2 separate regions of the Mus musculus genome follow, and region 1 is linked to region 2. Evidence: chromatin contacts called from public HiChIP or PLAC-seq data. All regions are on one chromosome and are shown on one strand. Each heading gives the region's core, a stretch centred on a gene start, on an enhancer-like site or on the middle of the called end of the contact. The rest is flanking DNA. Distances are from core to core; before and after follow the strand shown.

The links. HiChIP or PLAC-seq counts read pairs in DNA pulled down with a chosen protein or histone mark.
Region 1: a CTCF HiChIP or PLAC-seq map of large pre-B cells shows a contact between it and region 2, with 3 times the contacts expected there. The contact joins two enhancer-like sites. A contact is called at or near these places in 1 of 15 datasets of contacts at CTCF or cohesin (large pre-B cells), 1 of 484 Hi-C or Micro-C datasets (the C10 cell line) and 1 of 115 datasets of contacts at active chromatin or transcription factors (large pre-B cells).

Annotation. Positions count from the first base shown.
Region 1 is chr12:114,584,084-114,588,908 of GRCm38.p6, reverse strand. It overlaps Igh. Among named protein-coding and RNA genes, the nearest start is that of Mir7094-2, 73 kb to the right of the region's middle. Within about 2 kb of position 1,563, at least 10 of the 459 cell types and tissues checked have an H3K27ac peak or open chromatin away from gene starts, as enhancers often do.
Region 2 is chr12:114,337,877-114,342,988 of GRCm38.p6, reverse strand. It overlaps Igh. Among named protein-coding and RNA genes, the nearest start is that of Mir7094-1, 130 kb to the left of the region's middle. Within about 2 kb of position 2,763, at least 3 of the 459 cell types and tissues checked have an H3K27ac peak or open chromatin away from gene starts, as enhancers often do.

The sequences.
Region 1 (4,825 bases), core at 314-2,813, 250 kb before region 2:
CTTACAGCAGCCATTTCAAACCATTGTAATGTTCACATTCAGTAACTTACAACTTAACTTTGTAAGAGATGTTTTTGTTTGGTTAGATTAAACTCTTTGGGTGACTTTAATGGTCAATTCCTACTACTCTAAGAGGGTGGGGTCCTAGTGGGTACTCCCCAACCTTGCCATAACATGTCCCTGGAGAGCTAGGGGCATCCTATCACACTGAGGCCACACAAAGCAACCAAGTTAGAGGAACAGATTCCAGAACAGGTATGAGCTTTAGGAACCACTCCTGTTCCAGTGGCTGCAGTACCCACGTGAAGAATGAACTGTACATCTGCACTCTATGTGCTGGGGCCACTTTTCCAGCTGATGTATGTTATTTGGTTGGTGACTCATTCTCACTCCCTGCAATTCTGCTGTGGTTCTCATTGAAGATCTCTAAAATTCAGGCCTTTCATCTGGCTGGACCTTTTCATTTTCTCTGAGCAGGGTTTTCACTAATTATCAATTCTTGTTAACACAAGCCTACTTCAGCACTAAGTTCAAATTGTTTGAGATTCTCAATGTCAGCCAGGTCCTGAGCTGAAGCAACATTTTAGTTTGTGATATTAAGAGTCTCACTCCTCTGTACCATTGTTCTGTAAGTCTATTTACTGTGGCATTTAAACAATTTACAGTAAGTAATTAACCATGAGCAGAAGTGAATTAGCTAAACTTTCTCAGGTGAGAATGTCCTAGCTCATAGTTGTTGAAAGAGCAAGAACTCACCTTTTCCCTCATTAAAAGACAGGTAAACATAATGACAATCACTGGAAAGGGAATTAGAAACAAGCTTTCACATTGACTCCTATATCCAAGTGTCCCAGGAACTAATTCATGAATACATGGGTGCCTTCATCTGAACTTGACTTATTATGGTCCTTCTGAACACAGGGACTCTTCCCCAGGTGTAGCCTGATAAAGATAGGAAAGAGCCTGTTATCTCCTATCATTACCTTTTATTGGATGGGAACTGTTAGAGCAGGATCCAATTGCCACAAGGAGGAACCTGGCTTTGAGAAGGATATTATAGTAATATTTGCAAAACTTAAAATCAATTTCTGATGCATTATCCCCAGGTAAACAAGAGCCATTTCTCCCTTTAGCTGAGCTCTGTGAACATTGAAATTACAGGGACATACATACATATATATATATATATATATATATATATATATATATATATATATATATATATATATTTGGGATATATATATATATCCCAAATTGAAACTTTATTATTACTTTTCATTAATCATTCCATTTGTATATACCTCAAATGATATCCCACTTCCTGGTTACCCCTCCACAACCCCTCCATCCCATATCTGCCCTGTCAACCCTCCGTTTTGCCTCTATGAAGGTGCTCCACACCCACCCCACCTGCAACTTCAGTTGTAAACCCTGAAAAAAACTACCCACATGGGAGCTCATGACCAGCAGGGGGCACAATGAGACCAACAATCCTCATAGAGAGATAAGGTGGCTGTGGAGGGAACTGTTTCCTCTGTGGTTTTCTTTTTTAAGTGTAATAACTGATCTGCCCCTGCTGTGATTGACATGTGATGTCTCCATGATCAAACATCATACAGATTCTTTGTGAAACACTTCACAGATGCACGCTTATTCCCTGTGAGTTTATATTTGCATCAGTCCATTTTGACTAGAAGATACTGTTTCCTACACATTCTGGCTCTTATAATCAGCTAAATTTTAAAGTCTTTAAAAGATGAGATCGGGAAAGTTCAGGGTGGTATGGACAGAAGCTGGAAACAACCAAGATGTCCCACTACAGAAGAATGGATACAGAAAATGTGGTTCATTTACACAATGCAATACTATTCAGCTATTAAGAGGTCATCCTGATTAGAACTAGAAAATATCATCCTGAGTGAGGTAACTCAGACCCCAAAGGACATTCATGGCATGTACTCACTAATAAGTGGATATTAACCAAACGAAACAAAACACATATGGAATGCAAAAGATATAGTCCACATAATTCAAAAGGCTTAACAAGTTGAGGACACCTCATTCCCACTTCAGTTCCACTTGGGAGAGAGAAGAGAGCAATCACAAGTGGGGAGTGAGGGAGGAACTTGTGAAGGAATATGAACTGAGTGGGGGAACATTAAGGGGTAAGGGAAACCTGATTTGGTATTGGGTGAGGGAAAAGGACTGAAGCCCTGAGGACCTGCAGAAAGAATGTAAACAGGCAATCTCAGGAAATAGGAGGTTGGGGGAACCCTACAAAAATGAACCAGAGTGGGATATAGAGAAGTCAGAGGGTGGATGGGGAGGGGCACAGAATGGAATATAGAATGTAAAAAATGAAGTACAAATAAAATTAAATTTAAAAAATAATATCTTTTAAAGAAATGAGTCCTGACCATGTAGTTATGTGGGGAATAACAACAGTGCAACTGCCTCATACTGGCTTGGATAAGTGTAGGACCTCTCTGACCATTAACCTGTACAAAATTTTCCTGTGCATGGCACTGATATGTACAGTTAATAACTCATAAATTCTAGGGGATGCAATGTTTACTTGTGCAAGTCACTTGCCAGATAAAGTAAAACAAAAAGCTTTTATATGTGCTCTCTACTCAGTTTTCCACAATCATATGTCTCAGATAAACTTCAACATGAAAAAATCTAGATCAATGAGATAATACTAAAACTAAATTACGAGTCTTATTTAAATATCACAAATTTTTCCTATGCTTTCTTTAAATTTATTATTTTTGATATATATATATATATGCAGGCCCATTAATCCAGATTATAACCTGAACATAAAATACTCCCTAGACAAAAACATTCCCAGCTGTATACTAGGCATCTGAGGACTGTTCATTATTTTTTGACATATTATTATAAAAATAAAATTGTAATTTTTGTTTTTTGTTTTTTTTTTAATTAGGTATTTTCCTCGTTTACATTTTCAATGCTATCCCAAAGGTCCCCCATACCCACCCCCCCCAATCCCCTACCCACCCACTGCCCCTTTTTGGCCCTGGCGTTGCCCTGTACTGGGGCATATAAATTTTGCAAGTCCAATGGGCCTTTCTTTGCAGTGATGACCGACTAGGCCATCTTTTGATACATATGCAGCTAAAGACAAGAGCTCACGGGTACTGGTTAGTTCATATTGTTGTTCCACCTATAGGTTTGCAGTTCCCTTTAGCTCCTTGGGTAATTTCTCTAGCTCCTCCATTAGGGGCCGTGTGACCCATCCAATAGCTGACTGTGATCATCCTCTTCTGTGTTTGCTAGGCCCCGGCATAGTCTCACAAGAGAGAGCTATATCTGGGTCCTTTCAGCGAAATCTTGCTAGTGTATGCAATGATGTCAGCATTTGGAAGCTGATTATGGGATGGATCCCTGCATATGGCAATCACTAGATGGTCCATCCTTTCGTCACAGCTCCAAATTTTGTCTCTGTAACTCCTTCTATGGGTGTTTTGTTCCCATTTCTAAGAAAGGGTAAAGTGTCCACACTTTGGTCTTTGTTCTTCTTGAATTTCATGCGTTTGGCAAGTTGTATCTTATATCTTGGGTATCCTAAGTTTCTGGGCTAATATCCACTTATCAGTGAGTACATATTGTGTGAGTTCCTTTGTGATTGGGTTACTTCACTCAGGATGATACCCTCCAGGTCCATCCATTTGCCTAGGAATTTCATAAATTCATTTTTTTAATAGCTGAGTAGTATTCCATTGTGTAAATGTACCACATTTTCTGTATCCATTCCTCTGTTGAGGGGCATCTGGGTTCTTTCCAGCTTCTGGCTATTATAAATAAGGCTGCTATGAACATAGTGGAGCATGTGTCCTTCTTACCGGTTGGGACATCTTCTGGATATATGCCCAGGAGAGGTATTGCGGGATCCTCCGGTAGTACTATGTCCAATTTTCTGAGGAACCGCCAGATTGATTTCCAGAGTGGTTGTACAAGCTTGCAATCCCACCAACAATGGAGGAGTGTTCCCCTTTCTCCACATCCTCGCCAGCATCTGCTGTCACCTGAGTTTTTGATCTTAGCCATTCTGACTGGAGTGAAGTGGAATCTTAATGTTGTTTTGATTTGCATTTCCCTGATGATTAAGGATGTTGAACATTTTTTCAGGTGCTTCTCTGCCATTCGGTATTCCTCAGGTGAGAATTCTTTGTTCAGTTCTGAGCCCCATTTTTTAACGGGGTTATTTGATTTTCTGGAGTCTACCTTCTTGAGTTCTTTATATATGTTGGATATTAGTCCCCTATCTGATTTAGGATAGGTAAAGATCCTTTCCCAATCTTTTGGTGGTCTTTTTGTCTTATTGACTGTGTCTTTTGCCTTGCAGAAGCATGTGTATAACATGTTGGAAATGCAACTTTTAATTACAAATATCTGAACAAAGGCTCTACATCCTCAGAAATTAACCATTTGGGGAATTTTCCCTTACTATCATCATCACTACCACCACCATTATCATCTTCTTCATCACCATTATCACCATCTTCATCATCATCATGCAACCATCTCTAAATCAATCTGAATACATTGTCCCAAAGAGAAGCAACAGTGTAAGGCCTGAAATCTTCTGAAAAGTTATTTCCTGATGCTACGTCCACAGCATCTGCACAAAGCTTACCAAAAATGTAGGAAAAGTATTTTTTCAGAGAAGATTAGGACATTGACCAGAGCATCCTGATACCTGACGCATGTGCCTACTGTCCAGTAGTTCTCCTGCTCAATTAGGTTCTTATCTAAGAAGTTAATGCTCATGAATATGCAAATTACTTGAGTCTATGGC
Region 2 (5,112 bases), core at 1,514-4,013:
ACTTCGTTGGTCTATGACCTGATTATTATCTTACTACTGCTTATTAAACTACATGTATATCCCCTGTTTTAATCCATTATCAGGCTGGGATTTCTAGATCTAGTTTCCCAGTTGTAGGTTGTTTCTATACTTTGTTAATTTATTTTCTTACACAGAATAATGTTTATAATGTAAACCTGAGAAATTTGGCCCAATTTCCTTTGTTTTCGTGTTTTCATTTGTAAAACTAAGCCCAATATCATGCCATATTTCCTCAATTGTTGGTGATCATAGCTTTCAGTGACAATGTACTACAAAATGATTTTTTTGTTTGTTTTTTGTTTTCATGACAGGGTTTCTTTGTATAGCCTTGGCTGTCCTGGAACTCACTCTGTAGATCAGGCTGGCCTCGAACTCAGAAATGATTTTGCATATATAGAAAAAGTATAGAAAGTTTAATTCTGCTGAATGGGGATAATATTTTTGAAACTCGCATATAAAATTAACACTTCTTCAAATTGCCATATTAGAATATTTTAAGACTATTTATTGCCATGTCAAAATAATTTAAAACTTCAATATGTCAGAATAATTTTAGAATCTAGTCTGTTGCATTTTTTCCTGTGATCATTTAATTTGATTCTATGTTGTGTGGCTTACTCTGTGGCATATTTTTGTGTCTGTTCATACAATGCTCCATACATCATTACTTTATTCCAGATTGACTCTTTCTATACTGGCTATTTTCCAAATTCAAGAGGTTTATCAACACTATATTAACTATTCTGATACAAATCCCACTTGTCCACTTGTCCTTTATTGAGAACACTTCCAAAAGTGAATGAGGTTTCTTTGTCTTACACATCCCAATCACAAATTACATTATCATTGAGGAAAGACTAAACTAAAGACTAAAGGAGAAACTAAAGGCAGGAGACTGAAAGGTAGAACTGATGAAGAGGGCATGGAGCAATGTTCCTTTCTGGAATGTTCTCTGTAGTTCACTCAACTCTTTATTATACAACCCAGAACTCCTTCTTACAGTGGCAATATGCACAATACTCTTGTCCCTTCTACTTCAGTTTTAATCAATAAAGTGTCCAATATACTTGTCTTAGTGGCCCTATATGATGGAGGAATTTTCTTAATTGATATTCACTCTCCCGAGACAACTAGGGCTTATAATAAAAATATGATGAACATGTCACCATGTTTACATAGCATCTAAAGTTAAAAATATTGTCTAACTTCTTAACAAAGTATTTCCTTCCAGCATTGCATATTTTAATTCTTTTCACAAAATTTTATACATTTTACTCTCTGTTTTCCAGGTTAATTTGAATTCTCATATTTAATTTTCTTTTACTAATTTTTAAATCTTGGGCTGATTTTATGGTTTTTTTAATGAAAACAAATTGTTCTTTCATATCAAACATCTCAAACACAATTTCCCTTCTCTTCCATACTCTACCCCCTCCACTCTACAACATATCCACTACTCATCCATTTTCCTTCAAATAAAAGCAGGCCAACAAGAGCACAATTTATTATTTATTTTCTAACAACTGAAAATAGCATTTATTTCTTGATTTATTTTAGCATAATTAATATTCCCTCATAGAAATATAGGTATAATTATAATTGTTATGAAATCATTGTGTCGATACAGTCTATACATTCATGTCATCTTCAGTGGTAAAATTTGTTTCAGTTTTTACTTTCTTAATTATTCTAAATGGAAGCTTTCACACATTGTTGTGTGATAAAAAGATATTCAAGCTTTATCCTTATTGCCAGACTCCCCATCACATTTCCAGTTCAGGACATGTCCTCTCTGAGCTCCACCCTCAGAAGTTGCTATTTAGCAAGAAGAGATGCAAATAAGATCTCTCTCTTCTCAGAAAAGACAGCCATGCCCTGACCCTGAAACTCAAGCAAGCAGATAAGCCCTGAATTTCCAGGTCTTCATATTCAGTGATCAGCACTAAATACAGACCACAGCAGGAATTTGAGAGCGATTTTGGTTTCTTTGTTGCTGCTTATAAAGGTAATTTATGAAAAATCAGAGAAACTAGGTATATAGGCAGACATGAACAAGACACGTAGTGAGCTTCTACGTGAGTTTGCTGATAGGATTCTCTGTGTTTGCAAGTTTCCTTTATGTGTTGCAGTTTGTAGAACTAAGGTTAGTCTGGTGAGGCATAAACACTCTCAGAGACTCTTATGTACAGCTCCTGGTTTCACTTTTAGGAGCTATTGCTGGGCATGCTCCATAGCAGAGGTTAGAGTAGGTTGGAGAATCAAGATGTTGGTACCACAAACTACACACCGAATAGCTCCACTCCCTGGGTTAAGCATATTCAAACCATAACACTGGTGAAGCTGTTGTTTTAGGATTTGGAATTATTACTGGGAGAGAAGGTCAGATTATATGCAAATTTGTATTCAATTGTCTCCTCCATTTCTATAGACAGAATGCCACTATGCTTACTGTATCACCATATATTCAGGGTGCCAAAGCCCAAGGAAACCAACATAGAGGAAGCTCAAAGTCTGTATCTGGATAAGAAATATAACAACCAGACTCTGGAGATGTATATTAGAAGAAGAGCTCCAGAGAAGAGTAGCCCTCCTGCAGGAAGAATGAAGGTCAGTAGGTGATGTGCACAGCACACTCACACAAACAGAGATTTGAAGAGCGGGTGCAGACTTATCCACCAAGGGAGGTTCCAGACTCCATTAGGATTTCCTCCTCTTACTATACAGGATGCAACCTACTTAACGGAATGAAACCCTCAAGGGAACATTTCTTAATGAGGTATAATGCTTCCCCTGAAAGACCCTAAGCAGATGTGACTATGGATCTCTATTGTTTTACTCTTGAACTTAAGTCACTCTCCTGGGAATGCCTCAATCTATGACTGTTTTGTTACCACAAACACAGCTGCTCTCGTGATGGAATAAATTCCTCAACTGAAAAACTAAGAAGCAACAATCATCTCTTAGGGAAGCTTGGGCAGATATTTCTACTGTTTTGGTATAAAGATTAACTCACAACCACTATGGACATCTCATATCCTCAGGTGGACTGGAGAATGAAGGGAAAGTGCATAATAACTTGTACCTAGATTCAGGCTGAAGACTCCTCCAAACCCCTGTGATCATACACAAAGTATGATTGCTTCCTTGGAGGACATTACATAGTAACTCGATTCTTACGGTTGGATGTTACCTTGTTACCTCAAACACATCCCATAAAAAAGACATATCATATCTCTCTCCCATACATATATATATATACATATATATATATATATGTGTGTGTGTGTGTGTGTGTGTGTGTGAGTATACATATATGTGTGTGTATATACACATATATATGCATATGTGTATAGACATATAGTTAATGTATCATATATCATATATTGCATATCAATATTGCATATATCTCATATCTATATCACATAGCACATATCATATGATCACCCATATTAATCATATATCATACATCATATATAACACATAATAATTGTTCATTGTATATCATATATAATACATATGACATGAAATGTATTATGCAATCATATATATGCATTCATGGATTTATAAATTGATTTACTATTAATAAAATGTAGCTACATAATTATTTTAATTAAATATAAGACTAGTATGCTACACGGTGGAATATAACCTCAAACAAATCATCAATATATGCATTTAATATCATTTAGATTTCTATTAAATCTCCAAAATCTATAAACATAGCATGATTTTCTTTGAAGAAAGTAAGGTAAGCAGAAAGGGACTATGGACCAAAATCAGAAAAATTCTTACAAAATTTCACTAAAAAGTTATTTTAATGTTCTCATTGTGCTGACTCCTTCATTTTATCTTTGCTATCTGCACTAGTGATTCCTCCCTTTAAAGCTTCCATTCCTGAACTCATTTAACAGAATGTCACTCAAGTAATTTTTTATTTACTACATGATAAGCAAAAGAACGTTGATCCTCTAATCTGGCAGATCACTCAACATGGAATTGGAATTTCCTTGTTGCTTTTTAATAAGAAGATAAGATAAGAGGTGTGTGAGAAGACATGAGTGAAAGTAAAGTTGCAGAGGTGTGACAGTTTCCTGACCTTTTGTTCTTTCTCTTTTTCTTTGTTCCCTCCTTCCTTCCTTCCTTCCTTCCTTCCTTCCTTCCTCCCTTCCTTCTTCCATCCTTCCCTCCTTTTTCCTTTCTTTCTCTGTCTGTCTTTTTCTTTGTTCCCTCCTTCTTTCCTTCCTCCCTTCCTTCTTCCATACCTCCTTTCTTTGTCTTCCTTCTTCCATCCTTCCCTCCTTTGTCTGTCTGTCTTTCTCTCTCTTTCTTTCTTTCTTTCTTTCTTTCTTCCTTTCTTTCTTTCTTTCTTTCTTTCTTTCTTTCTTTCCTTCCTTCCTTCCTTCCTTCCTTCCTTCCTATCACTATCATTCTCCCCCTGCTCCCTCTGTCCCATAGGCCCTCCCACATCTCTCATGCTTCCCTCCCATTCCAATCAGAGAGAGTGGTTCACCCACTCAGAAATAGAATCTCCCTTACCACCCTAGGATTTTCCTAAGCTGGGGCATGGACACTCCACATAACCAAGGGCCTCCCCTCCCATTGTTTCCAAATAAGGCAGTTCTTTTCTATATATGCAGGTGGAGCCATGGGTCCCTCGATGTGTGCTCATTGGTTGATTGTTTAGTCTCTGAGAGTTCTTGGTGGTTTGGTTGTTTTCTGTTATTCTTCTTATGGGGTTGCAAACCCCTTCAGCTGCTTCAGTTCTTTGCCTAATTCGTTCATTAGTGTCCCAATGCTCAGTGAGATGATTGGCTGTGAGCATCCATATCTATATTGGTCAGGCTCTGGCAGAGCCTTTCAGATAACAGCTATACCAGGTTCATGTCAACAAGCTCTTGTTAGCATAAGCAAAAGTGTCTGGGTTTGGTGACTGCAGATGAGATGGATCCCTAGGTGAGGCAGTTTCTGGGTGACTTTAAAAAACTAAATATTTTCTTTATTTTCATTTCAAATGTTATTCCTGCTCCTTGTTTCCCACCAAAAACACTATTCCATTTCTCCTCCCACTGCTTATCAACCCACCCACTCCCA